Linked DNA regions of Zea mays: region 1 is linked to region 2. The links are chromatin contacts, called in public Hi-C maps. All regions are on one chromosome and are shown on one strand. The core of a region is the stretch at or near the end of the contact, and the rest is flanking DNA. Distances in the headings are between cores, read along the strand shown.

Region 1 (6,839 bases), core at 4-2,503, 460 kb before region 2:
ACTTGGTGCGACATCAGGCTGCTCCAACCCCTGCATTCATCACACACAGAGAAACAACAATTAGTGCACTAAACATTCTTGGTAGAAAGCAGTAAGAAGAAGAGCCCATTGTTGGCTCATAATTAGTAAGAAGAACAGCCCATTGCTGCCTCCTAATAACTAACTAACTAACAAACAACACACACGCACACACACACACCGTGTCCAGGCCAAACCATCTCAGTTTCCAGAACGGTTGCTTCCTTGCTGCTCAGATTAGGGTCTATGCAATTGACAGATTACGCGCCTAAAGAGGTGAGTGAGGACATGTCACATACTACTACACATGCGGTTCATCTGGTGATTCGAGCTTGTGGAGAGAAGCAGAGCGTACTTACAACTCAACCACCACCAAACACTACTACAGATACGAGCCCAATAATTCAGCACCCACTTTCTGAGCCCTGACGAGAGAGGCCTCCAGCTGTGCAACCACCACACTAGAGCTCGCTCCCCCAAGAAAGGAGCTGCGTGCTTTTTCTCAAGCAAGTGTATCAGCCTTTTGCATCCACAAGCGAATCTCTTTTTCCCCAAATCGAAAAGGGGGATGGAAAGAGGAAGGGACTCCCTGAGCTTGTCCCGCACACTTGAAAAACAGTAGTAGTAAAAGGGAGTAACAAAACCTAACATGGAATTTGGTTTGCAATCTTGCAAGGAAAAGGCTAAAAATGTTCCCAGTCAAAGAGGGAATTTCCAACGACACAAGAACAGAAAGGCCTGGGCTTTTGAGGAACTCACCATGCGAGGCACCTCCACGGCGACCTCGACCTCGACCTCGACCTCAACCCCAACCCCAACCCCAACCTCCGCGGGGGCGGGCGCGGACATCCCGACGACGTCGTCAACCCCCTTGGTCGTCGCGCGCCGGTGGTACTGCACCTCCAGCACCGGAACGGGGGACTGATGCATGACTTCCGCCTCGGCCACCATCTCCGCGCCTCAGCAACCACTCCCGATCCAAGACGAGCGCCGCCTCGCCGTCGACCGAAGACCGCCGGATCCGCGAGCCGTGCCACCCGTCGCGCCGGAAGGAGCAGGGAGACGGGACACCTCCGGAAGCTGCCGTTTTCGGACGGAGGATCTGAGGTGCGGGAAGGAAAGGGCGGGGCGATCCCCCGGTGGTTTCCAGAGGCAGCAGCAGGACACGGTTTGTTGATCTGAGGAGGACGCGACGAACGAGCGAGGGGAGAGGAGAGGAGAGGAGAAATGCGGAGAAGGGAGGGGGGTAGTTGTCATTTATCCGTAGCGTGTGCGTGTGCGTCTGCGTCTGCGTTCCCGCAGGCGGAGGCGACCGGCGGCCACCGGTGGGGTGGTCTGGTGACCGGGTGCTGGCGGTGCGTTTCCGGGCGCGCGCACGCGGCTGCCGCACGGATACGTGGCCGTCGCGTGCCCGAGTGATTGGCTGCCGTCGTTTGTTCATAGTGATGGATATTACTTAGGAGCACTGGAGTTTAGTCATGGTTATTTGTTGTGTTTTATGGAAAATTAATAAACATGTCTAAGTCTAATCTTTGTGTGGTTGCTTTCATTTAACTCGTGGTAACAGCGTGTCACTGTACATGTTTCCGTCCTTAACAAGGAACTAGCTGCCCTTATTCTTTGGCGGGAAAAAGAGTGACCGGGTGAGGAGTAGCTGAGCCTAGAAGCCAAGTGTTTCTTGCACGGCAACGAGTGAATCTCCGCCATCCCGTCCATGTAACAGCATAAACAATTAATCCCAATCGAGCTGCATTTCTCTTGATTCCTAATCAATTTTTTAGCCTTATCTTGTACAGTTATTCTGATTCTATTTCGCTTGATTGTTTTTTACCTTTAGAGTTAGTTTAGGAACCTCAATTTTCTAAGAGTTTTCTATTTTCCCATCGGAAAATGAACTAATTTCTCTTACGATGCGTTTGAATCCCTTCATTTTAGAGGAATTGAAATTCACTCAATAAAGTAACTTATTTAGTTTGGAATTTGACATTCCACCACTTTCCAAAGTTCAGATATTAGTCTATCTCAAATTTATGGGGTGAGGGATGGGAAATGATTTTATACAGTAATAGAATTTGTTTCTACTCTAACTTACGTGACACTATTCGTCTCATTCCTCTATAGTAAAAATATAGCGCATAAATATCTCCGACATCTTGCTAATAATAGTATACAAATATATTTTATATAAAACTGAATTAGCTTAATTGATATATGCCTAAATTATTATTATTAGAATGAAATTCAATTCTAATGATCCAAACAGGACGTTATGAAAATAGAAATCCCTTGGAGAATTGGGGTTTCCAAACTATCCTTTACAGTTTTCTTCTCTTTGCGTGAGCTCCGAATTACTACTAGTTCATTTTTTTAAGAAGAGTTTTGGGGTGATTATTGAGGCCCAATATAATAAACAAAAATTGCACCCCATACATTTGACGGTAAAGATCTCTTAGACGAAATAATAACAATCGCCGCCTCGGTGGTATTTCAGTAAGTAATTAATTTGATAAAAAAAATAAAGGCAAAGAAATATCTCTTTACCAAACAAACAATATGCAGTATATATCTTAAATATCGCAATTTGTACGAACGCCAAACGCATGGTAATGGCCGGCTTTTCAAATTTGTTGACCAGACAGACACATTCAGTACGGAGCACACACGTACGTATGACACTCTTTTTTTGTTTTTTTAACAAATGTAAACAGAGTCAAAGCGGGAGACAAGAACGTCTTCCGCAAGAGTTACTACTACGATTGACTCTCTCTCTTCTTATCATCTTTAGGTCTCAATGCAGTCATGCTGCTGGATGGCATGGAGAATTAGTTGGAATAGAGTAATGGACCTATGTAGACCTCAGTTTTTAGGGTAGGGTTCCTCTCCAACTCGTGCCCTAAATACTTGTGCCCTACCGATAATAAAGTTATACTGTACGAAAAAAACAATTCTAGACCGTAGACATGGCTCTAGACATTGTGTACTCCAAGTGTAACTTAAGTGTGTATAGGGTATGTTTGGTTCACGAATACAGTAGGATGGAATGATCTTGTCTCAATTAAGATAATTGAGGTAGAATAATCCCATATCATGTTTTAGTTGAAATGGGAATAAAAGTGTGTAGCATAGTGATTATAAGAGCCTCCACAGAGGACTTGTGTTTGACTTTTCATGGGAGTAAATATTTTAGGATTCAACGACTTTTTGTACTTTCCTTGGTAGGCGATGTTCGCATCAACGGTGTGGCGCATGCAATGACTTCATCAATTTTGTCTCGAGGAGTCTTCGAAAGTGTTCGTATGACTAGGATCTATGTGCGTGCGTTATGATCCTCTATGTTGTATCGTATAATCTTAAAAAAGGAAGTGGGACTAGATGGTCCATAATTTCACGTACTATTTATGTCTTGTTAACACAAGCTCTGAGCCATCCTTGCCGAGTAGCTCAAACGACACCTCACATGTGGTAGACATCGATCCTAAAAAATGGGTACGCTTGACCATCAGACCTTACTCTGGTACAATTAAAGGAATGCTTTGGTACCTTGAGGGAAGATGAAAAGACACTATAAAAATTTTCAAGAAATATATCAACTTGTAAAATATGAAAGTAGTGGTCACTGAGGAAAACCAAGCATGACCGAGTTGGATAGATGGCCTCGCTGATTTTGGGTGCAAACCCAACCTCATCGGGTAGCAAGGGCGGCTTGGTTGACTTCTTGGAAGTTCTGAGACACCCTCTGCTTCTGTTGTCTGGCGCCCAAATGTGACCTGACCCTTTCTCCTACTCTACATTGACACAACATAGTGTATGCCTTTTTTATTAATGTGTGAGCACTTTCACACACTCCCTATAAACATATCACCACACCTAAGTAGCACAAACGAAAACACAAATAGAAATATGCAATATAAACAAGTGCAAGGCAAACCAAAGGACAACCATAAGAATTTGTTTGACCAAAGTTCAGGCTACCTCAAAGGTGCCTTACGTCTTCATTGTGGAAGTAATGACTAACCCAATAAGGTCTACTCTTGGTTAGACCTAAAATGACCTATTTCCACCTTTTCACCTAGAAGTCTCCTTTCCTTTTCAGTGGGAATACTAGCCCTTCTAACAAGGAGAACCACAACTGCCCATACACCATTAGATGCTTGTTAGTAACACTTTGCCATTGAGGAACAAAGTTCCAAGAGAGTGAACATAGCAAACCAATTATCTTTGAGTTTCTCAAGTGACCAAGAATGGGATAGATCTCACAATGCTTCTCAATATCTCTATGCCAGTAAGGCAAGATCACAAAGTTTTGTATCACTCACTGTCAGTGTTTCGTACCTCGCTCCGACAAGTAAATTTATTGTGCGCGTTCCAGGCTCGGGAGGGTATGCGCGGAGGGCACAAGGTTTATACTGGTTCGGGTAGAATGTCCCTACTTCCAGTCATCGGTGGCTTGCGTTACCGACACCATTGATGATCAAACTCGTATTAGGGGTTACAAGCAGTCGAGAGAGGTGAAAGTTCACTTTGTCTGGGAACAGGATCTAGATGTCGCCTAGAGGGGGGTGATAGACGAATAATAATTATCACTATAAAACTTGAAATTCTTACTCTACTCGAAGACTAGATCACAGTGGAATGAAAGACCATTCGAGTAGGTTGTAGCGAAATTGAAGTTCCTGTCTTAAAATACCCTGCACTTTGAAGACAGTTTGTACCACATATAAGTATTGAAGTGCAAGTATAAAAAGCAAATAAGACAGAGAAACAACACACAACACAGAGCAGAGCACACAGACACAGGGATTTATCCCGAGGTTTGGCCAAGCCTGAAATGCTTGCCTAGTCCTCGTTGGAGCTAGCCACACCTTGGCTTGGAGTCTATTACAACTCCTTCCTCTGTTTGCTCAGATCTATCAGTGCGACAATAGAGGCATCCACTATGTTGATATCAGTTACAATGATGTCGTGGCTGCTTACAATCTTCTCGACAGCACTCCGATAGAGTAACAATGCGCTCAAGATTTTGCTCTAGCTCTTAGCAGCACTTCCCCTCTCTCTAAAGGCTTGTAACTTCGCCTCTACACAAACTAGAGAGATACACAAGAGAGGAAGAGCAATATGATTTGCAATGAGTCTACAAAGTGTTGCTGCACTTGGGAGTGTTTCACAATATGCCTTGGTATGTTTCTTGGGCTTCCACACCTCCAAATGGCTGGTTGGGGGTATTTATAGTCTCCCCCACACTTCTAGCCGTTAGACAGAAAGCAACAGCTTTCTATCGACGGGCGTACCGGACAGTCCAGTGCTCACTGAACAAGGCATTGTTCACTGTCCGGTGCCTGCCACGTCAGTTGACTGTTGGATCCAACTGTTGCCACCCTTCGACCACTTGGCACACCGGACAGTTCCGTGGCGCACCAGACAATCTGGTGCAACTTGATGACCATTGGCTTATCTGACGTGGCCAGCGCTGATTGCACGACCGACTGTTGGTCAGGTGTGCGGCTGGCGCACCGGACAGTCTGATGATTTATAGCCACATCGCCTGAAAGGGAAATGTGCCCTTGGGCCATTTCTAGTATATTTTGGTGATTAAGTGCCCAACGTATATTGAGTGAGTAATTATATGCCAAATGATGGATGAAGTGCAAATCGACAAGAAGGTATGGTTCTAGACTTAGTACATTGGTTTTTGTGTACTAATATATTTGTCTAAGTGCTAGAATCAGGAAAAGAAAAGGACTGGAAAAGAGTTGGCTGTGTACAGCCAATTGTTGCTCAGTCTGGGTGCACCAGACTGTCCGGTGGTGCACCGGACAGTGTCCGGTGCGCCAGGCTGGGCTCTGGCGAACTAGCCACTCTCGGGAATTCGTCGGCGGCGTACGACTATAATTCACCGGACTGTCCGGTGGTGCACTGGACTGTCCGGTGAGCCAACGGCCGCCAGCGCAACGGTCGGCCGCGCAATCCGGGCACAACGCGTGGCCCACGCCAACGGTTGGCTAGGGGCACCGGCAGTGTCCGGTGCGCCAACCAGCCCGAAGATCCAACGGTCGGCTGCGCCAGGAATGGAAGGAGATCCGCACCGGACATGCTACAGTGGTTGTCCGGTGGTGCACCGGACTGTCCGGTGTGCCACCCGACAGAAGGCAAGAATTGCCTTCCTTGTTGGGTTCCAACGGCTCCTAGCTGCCTTGGGGCTATAAAAGGGACCCCTAGGCGCATGGAGGAGTAACTAAAAAGCATTCTTTGATCATCTCTAAGCACTAAGACTCCATTCTCGCGCATTCGATTCTTTGAGATAGTAACTTGAGCACCATTTGTGTAGAGAACTCCTCAAGTTGTGTTGTGAGCTCAAGTTGTGTCTTTGTGTGCGTGATTGTGCTCGTACTTTGAGTCTTGTGTGTGTTGCTCTTCCCACCCTTACTTCCGTGCTTCTTTGTGATCATCAATTGTAAGGGCGAGAGGCTCCAAGTTGTGGAGATTCCTCGCAAACGGGAAAGCCGTGGTATTCAAGGCGATCATTGGATCACTTGAGAGGGGTTGAGTGCAACCCTCGTTCATTGGCACGCCACAACGTGGAGTAGGCAAGTGTTATACTTGGCCGAACCACGGGATCAATCACCGTGTCTCTTGTGCTTGTTTTCTTTGTGACTATTGTGTTTCACAAGAGCTCGGTCCTTAGCCACTTGATTCCATTGTACTAACACTTAACCAAGTTTTGTGGCTACAAGTATTTGATTTTTTACAGGATCACCTATTCACCCCCCCTCTAGGTGCTCTTAGCTCCCCAACTGCTTCACGAGAGCGGCCTATTCACCGAG
Region 2 (6,284 bases), core at 123-2,622:
CAAGTTGGCAATTGGTTGATCCAGACTTAATAGTGACATAAAAAAAACAAGTTTTATTAGGACACTAGTATTTAATAGGCCGTCGTGGTGACAAATCCTTTGACCATGAAATAGGAAGGCGCGAAATAAAAAAAATGAACCATACAGATCGAGAGCAATAAAAAATGAAGATTATCAAACGGTACTACCACGCGTTAATAAGAAAAAGAAAGGTAGCAGCAAGCAAACTAGACAGAAAGCAGAAATACCCAACAACAAAAGCCCATGCAATGCAGTAACCATACCTTCCAACCAGAAAAGGCACGTCGATTGTGAGAGCGCACCAATCAGCAGAAGCAGCCAGATCTTCAGCCTGTTGGACTTGGACAGCCATCGACCCATCGTCTTCGTGCAAGAACCCCCCCTCCTGCTTGCCTGCCGGTAATTAAAACCTGGGGTTTCAGAATTCTGTCGGCCATGTCTGGAAAAACCTTTGTTGTAGAAAAGATGGATGGGGTCACTTTCGATCTCGTTCAGAAAGCTCTCGTGTCATGCTGTCCGTGCTACTCTTTTTTTTTTGTTAAAAAAATGGATTTTTGTACGCTTCTGCGCTCTGATCTCGCCGCCTTCGGTTTCCCCTGAAACCGGGGCAGGCTATACATGCTTCTTCTTTTTATATATATATACATATATTTACTATTACTAGTTATTAGGCATTATTCTAGAAAGCGAATCATGTTGCTCTTGGTACTTGGTAATAGTTAAAATATTGTAAACCTTAAGAGCTATACATGGCCAGCAGGCACTGTATGATCCAAATTCCACGGCCCAAACAATCTACAAACAACGGCGGTAAACCTTGAGAGCTAGCAGAACAGAAACACGTTCGGCTGGAATACAGCAGTAGCTACTGAAGCTGTAATTTATAAAGATAAAATATTGTATAAGTGACAGCCGTAGTTGAAAAGCCGCAGCAAGGTGCAGCGAACGATATCCGATATCCTGTAGCAAGGGAAAGGGAGACGCAGGGCAGCAGTTATTCTCGGGCCAACTACCCTCACCCTCCTCCTCTTCCTCCCTCTGCCCGCGTGGTGAGGTGACGCGTCATGTAGCACCTCTCTCTCCGTGAGAAAGGCCGATTCTTCACGCGCTCAGCGCACACACAAATTAAGCTTAATCCTTGGAAGTCTCTCTCTCTCTCTCGCTAAACATGGGCTTAAGAAGTTCCAGTTCAGCAGCGGCGCTCGGTTGGTTAGCGTGGGGCCCGGGCCCCCGCCAACACTTCTCCTCCATCCGCACACAACCTCTCTTCGCCATGGCACCCTTGCCCTCGGCATACCGCATATATAGGGAAGGAAGAGGCCTCTCTTCTCCCTCCCATCGCCAGGGCGTCGGAGCGAGCTCATTCTCAACTCGACTCAAGAGCTCTGCCTCCTCCATCTTCCCTTCTCTGTAATCTCTCTCTCTCTCTCTATCTCTCTCTCTCCCTCTCTCTGTACGAATAGCTGTAGCTCAAATTGATCCTCTTGCTTGGGGCTTTATATGCTACAACCAATGGAGCAACTGAAGTGAACCAAAGACGAGCTAACCTTTCCAGTTCTGGACGTTCAGGGCCTCCGGAGCCACGCTGATCAGAGATGGAGGCGAATCCGAAGAACACCTTCACGATCAAAGTGGAGGACGGGAAGCCCGGGAAGGACGGCCGGCTGGCGGTCGGACCGGTGTTCCGGAGCGTTCTGGCCAAGGATGGGTTCCCGCAGCTTGAGCCTGACATGAAGACATCATGGGACGTGTTCAGGTAACAGTAAGACACGCACGGCGGCTGGCTGAAACAACAGCCAAGAACTCGCTCGCACGTCTAGCTACTCTCTCTGTTTTTCTTTATTGCTCTTTGGATTTTTCAGTTACAGAATCTGTAAAATATCAGACACACGTAGATTATCTATACAGTGCTCAGAAAAATCTTGGTGATGGTTGGTGTGTTTATAATTTTATATTATATGCACTTGTGCAGGGTAGCAGCAGTCAAGTATGCCGACAACCGGATGCTCGGATGGCGTCCGTTCAAAGATGGAGTGGTATGCAAACTTGGGTTAAACGACAGCACCATGAGTAGTGTTCTACATCAGTTCAGGTCTTCCTTAGCTTTACAATTTCCATCTGTATGGCTGGTAAAAACCGCTACGTTTCCGCCTTCTAGCCAGGGCCCTACTTGTGGAAATCATACAAGGAGATCTACGACGAGGTGCTGCAAGCAGGCTCTGCGTTGCAGAAGCTGGGAGTGCAGCCAGTAAGAGCATAAACTGGTCTCGCGTCTTCGTATTTCGTAGAGGTCCTAGAACATTTCAGCGATGGATCAGACCGAACTGATGCTTCTTTGTTTGGCTCTCGTACTGTACTGTACCAGGGTTCCCGGGTGGGGATCTACGGAGCGAACTGTCCTCAGTGGATAGTGGCAATGCAGGTAAACTGCCAGCCGTGACTTGTATGAATTTTAAGCTTTTAACTCTCCCCGTCAGATCTTTTTCTGGATAAACTGTGTTAATCCACAAATGATTTCTGCAGGCTTGCAATGGCTATAGTCTAGTCTGTGTCCCACTGTACGATACTTTAGGTAAGTGTGGGAGACCATTGAATCGTAGGCCCACCACCCACGTCATAGAATGATTCAGATCAAACAATAAAAAGATATTGGAACACATACGCTTTTATTTTTAATAAGGAATCAAATGTAAGGCATTAGAAATTCAGAGCCAATACCTTTCCATGGCATACAGGTGCGGGAGCTGTCGACTACATCATCGATCATGCCGAGATCGATGTTGTCTTCATACAGGACAAGAAAATAAAAGAGGTCTGGTTCAAAATGAGTGTTGTCCATGTTGCTACCTCTAGGATCTTTCATGTAAAATTCTGACACTACATGAGATCTTCTCATCTGCAGATACTGTCCCCAAACTGCAAGTCTGCCAAGAGACTGAAAGGTAAGCTAGCAGCGTCAAAAAAAAAAGGGTCCATCTGTAGTTTAGAAAGATTATATTTCCAGACATCATTATCCAGCACATGGACATGGTTACAGCATTGGTGGCGTTCACTTCGGCGACAACTGAACAGAACAAAGAAGCGGATCAAATTGGGATCAAAATGTATGCCTGGGACGATTTCTTGAAAGTGGTAGGCGCATTGGTTGTTGGTCGTTTACAGTTCAACCTACTGACAAACATCTAGACAAACCTATTCAGGTTTCAGAGTCAGTTTTGTAGCGATGTAATGTTTACGATGGTTATATTTGTAACCAAGTGATGCTTTGGAACTGGGTTTCAGGGGAAGGATAATCCTCGTCAACCTTGCCCTCCGCAAGCAAGTGACATCTGCACTGTCATGTACACGAGTGGGACAAGCGGACAGCCCAAAGGTGTGATGCTGACCCATGAAAGCCACGCCATGTATGTGAAAGGGGTGGACCTCTTCATGGACCAGTTTGATGATAAGGTCAGCCACATCCTACACTGAACTGAAACCTGAGCATGATCTGATAACAGTTTTCTGTTCTATATGATATGATGCATGGCTGAATACTAACTTGATACCTTCATGTGATCAGATGACAACAGATGATGTCTTCCTGTCGTTTCTCCCGCTTGCTCACATCCTTGACCGCATGATCGAAGAGTATTTCTTTCACAAAGGGGCCTCAATTGGCTACTACCACGGAGTGAGAGAACCCACTGCATTAGCATCTCTAATCATGCAAGTAATCATTCCTTAATCATTAAGCAGGAACCAAATGTTTGCTTTCTTGTCAGGATCTGAATGCCTTGAGGGACGACATTGTGGAGCTGAAGCCGACTCTACTGGTTGGGGTGCCCCGAGTGTACGAAAGGATTTATGAAGGTAGTGAAATAAGAACATCTCTATCAACTACTAAGCTCAAATTTCGTTAACGAAAATAACCCCTTATATGAATGGCTCTAGGTATCTTGAAGGCCATTGCGGAACTCAGACCTCTAAGAAGGGTCATCTTTAATGCTTTGTACAACCGGTAAGTTGTCTGGCATGCATTCTGAGCTCCTTCTAGCTGCAAATCGACTATATCTTACTGTAGTTTTTTTTTTTTTTGAAATTCAGCAAACTGGCAAGCATGAAAGCAGGCTACTCGCACAAAACCGCTTCACCTTTCGCGGACATGCTGGCTTTTCGCAAGGTTACATGCTTCTTTGACCTGATATCTACCTACCTTCTGAGAACAAAATAAACGTATACAGCCAGATTACTACTTCTGCAGAAAGAAAGAAAGAAAAAAAAATATCAGTGGAAGCAGCACTTATAATTTCTATGCCGGGCACTTCTTGTTATGATTTAGGTCAAGGCAAGGCTTGGAGGTCGTCTTCGCTTACTGATTTCAGGAGGGGCTCCGTTGAGTAATGAGATCGAGGAGTTCATGAGAGTGACCACCTGTGCATACTTCATCCAAGGCTATGGTAATGCATACAGACAGTTTCTACATTTTCAAATTAATTCTGTAACTAAACTGTAACAAAATGGAGTAAATCGCTTATAACATCAATTACGTGTTGAAGTGTATAAGTTTTTTGAAACGAATGTTGAAGTGTATCAGTGGATTAAATTGTCTTAAACTTTTGCGTTGAACTGTACTGTCTAGATTGACTCCAGGGTTCCCTTTTACTGTCCTTGTCATATCTCTATGCTTTGAAGTTTGAACCACTATTTCATATTTTTCATCACAGATACTAGTTTTGAGAGAACTTTTACCAAGCTACTGTGTTTTAATTAATAAGTATTTAGCTTTATTGCACTTGCACATGCTTGCGCCATGTTTTTATAGCTAGAAGCAGAAACTTCTCAGAAATCCATATATCCAGTTCCAGTTCCCTGACCCGTAAATGCCAATTAGCCAATTCAATTAAAAAAGAAACCAGTATGAGGGTAGATTCTGTGACCTTTGCTGCTCAGGTTTAACAGAAACACTGGGACCTAGCACTGTCTGCTACATCGACGACATGGCCCTGGTCGGAAGCGCTGGTGTGCCTGCCACCTACACCGAAATTCGGCTGGAAGAAGTGCCCGAGATGGGTTATAATCCACTCGGCGTTCCTTCGCGTGGTGAAATCTGCATCCGGGGAAAATCCCTCTTCGCTGGGTACTACAAAAGTCCAGAACTCACAAACGAAGCCATCGTTGATGGGTGGTTTCATACAGGTGAATACTCGATTTAATGAGGGTTTGTTTTTTTTAAAAAAAAGTAGGCAAGGTTCCACAATACAATGCTCAAACACACTTATTTTCAGGTGACATTGGAGAGATGACCCCAGACGGGATCTTGAAGGTGATTGACAGAAAAAAGAACATATTTAAGCTGTCGCAAGGGGAGTATGTTGCGGTTGAGTACCTGGAGAAAGTTTATGGCTTCCCTCCACTCGTTGAAGATGTAAGTAAACTAATTCAGCGGCTATAGTATATATGGCTGAATTAAGAGGGAATATTGGCCAGCATTTAACATTGTCATTTTTTTTTCTAGATCTGGGTATACGGGGACAGTTTCAGATCAAGTTTAGTTGCAGTAGTCAATCCACACCAAGAAAACACAATGAAGTGGGCAGAGTCCAATGGCTACAAGGGTTCTTTTGATGAAATCTGCAAACTTGAAGGACTCAAAGAGTACATCCTGAAAGAGCTGGCAGCCGTTGCGCAGAAGAACAAGGTACGGTCATCTATTTACTCTGACAGACCCAAAAAAAAAACCTCTTCACCTTAAAGTATCGTAATGTAGTATTGAATGTAGCTTGTTTCTGTTTTGTACAAGAAACAGGAAGAGAAAACATCTTAGTTCTGTAGACTCCTTGTGTTTCAAACTTTCACTGTATTTCAGATCTATAGTTTTATATATGGTAACCCTTATTGCATGCCGCAAATCAGCTACGAGGCTTCGAGTACATCAAAGGCGTAGTGTTGGATCCTGTGCCTTTTGACATCGAGAGGGATTTGGTGACTGCAACAATGAAGAAGAAGAGAAAGAATATGCTGAACTATTACCAGGTATGGAATGCATATAAATAAAGACAATTTGTTGCTTTTCAGTAGTTCTAATCCAGCGTCTTTTGCATGCAGTCTGAGATTGACACAATATACAAAAAGCTGGAGGCGCAGAAGAGTGCTGCCAGAGCTAAGTGAAGAGATGTGCCCTATTCGACCATCAGCTGAAAACAAGGGAAACGACACCGTTGTAAATTTCACATTAATATTGCGAAGTAACAACTCAGGGCTATGAGTAAGGAATAAAATGT

The links. A called contact is a pair of places that touch in the nucleus more often than the background predicts.
Region 1: a contact with region 2 is called in a Hi-C map of leaf mesophyll, with 4 times the contacts expected there. The contact joins the promoter of LOC100279979 here to the promoter of LOC100279270 in region 2. A contact is called at or near these places in 4 of 25 Hi-C or Micro-C datasets (bundle sheath, ear, leaf mesophyll and 1 more).

The regions. Positions count from the first base shown.
Region 1 is chr10:87,343,793-87,350,631 of Zm-B73-REFERENCE-NAM-5.0, reverse strand. It overlaps LOC100279979, which reads right to left and starts at 1,253. Exons shown (of 4, transcript NM_001152927.2): 1 at 778-1,253; 2 at 1-30. The coding sequence starts at 969.
Region 2 is chr10:86,888,166-86,894,449 of Zm-B73-REFERENCE-NAM-5.0, reverse strand. It overlaps LOC100279270, which reads left to right and starts at 1,372. Exons shown (of 20, transcript NM_001152291.1): 1 at 1,372-1,431; 2 at 1,591-1,777; 3 at 1,994-2,057; 4 at 2,180-2,269; 5 at 2,387-2,443; 6 at 2,545-2,593; 7 at 2,757-2,833; 8 at 2,924-2,963; 9 at 3,059-3,153; 10 at 3,304-3,471; 11 at 3,584-3,694; 12 at 3,786-3,873; 13 at 3,955-4,021; 14 at 4,108-4,183; 6 more. The coding sequence starts at 1,617. The coding sequence ends at 6,171. It overlaps LOC118473564 (a long non-coding RNA gene), which reads right to left and starts at 1,746. Exons shown (of 3, transcript XR_004853191.1): 1 at 1,569-1,746; 2 at 1-414. It also overlaps a transcript of LOC100276554 not described here.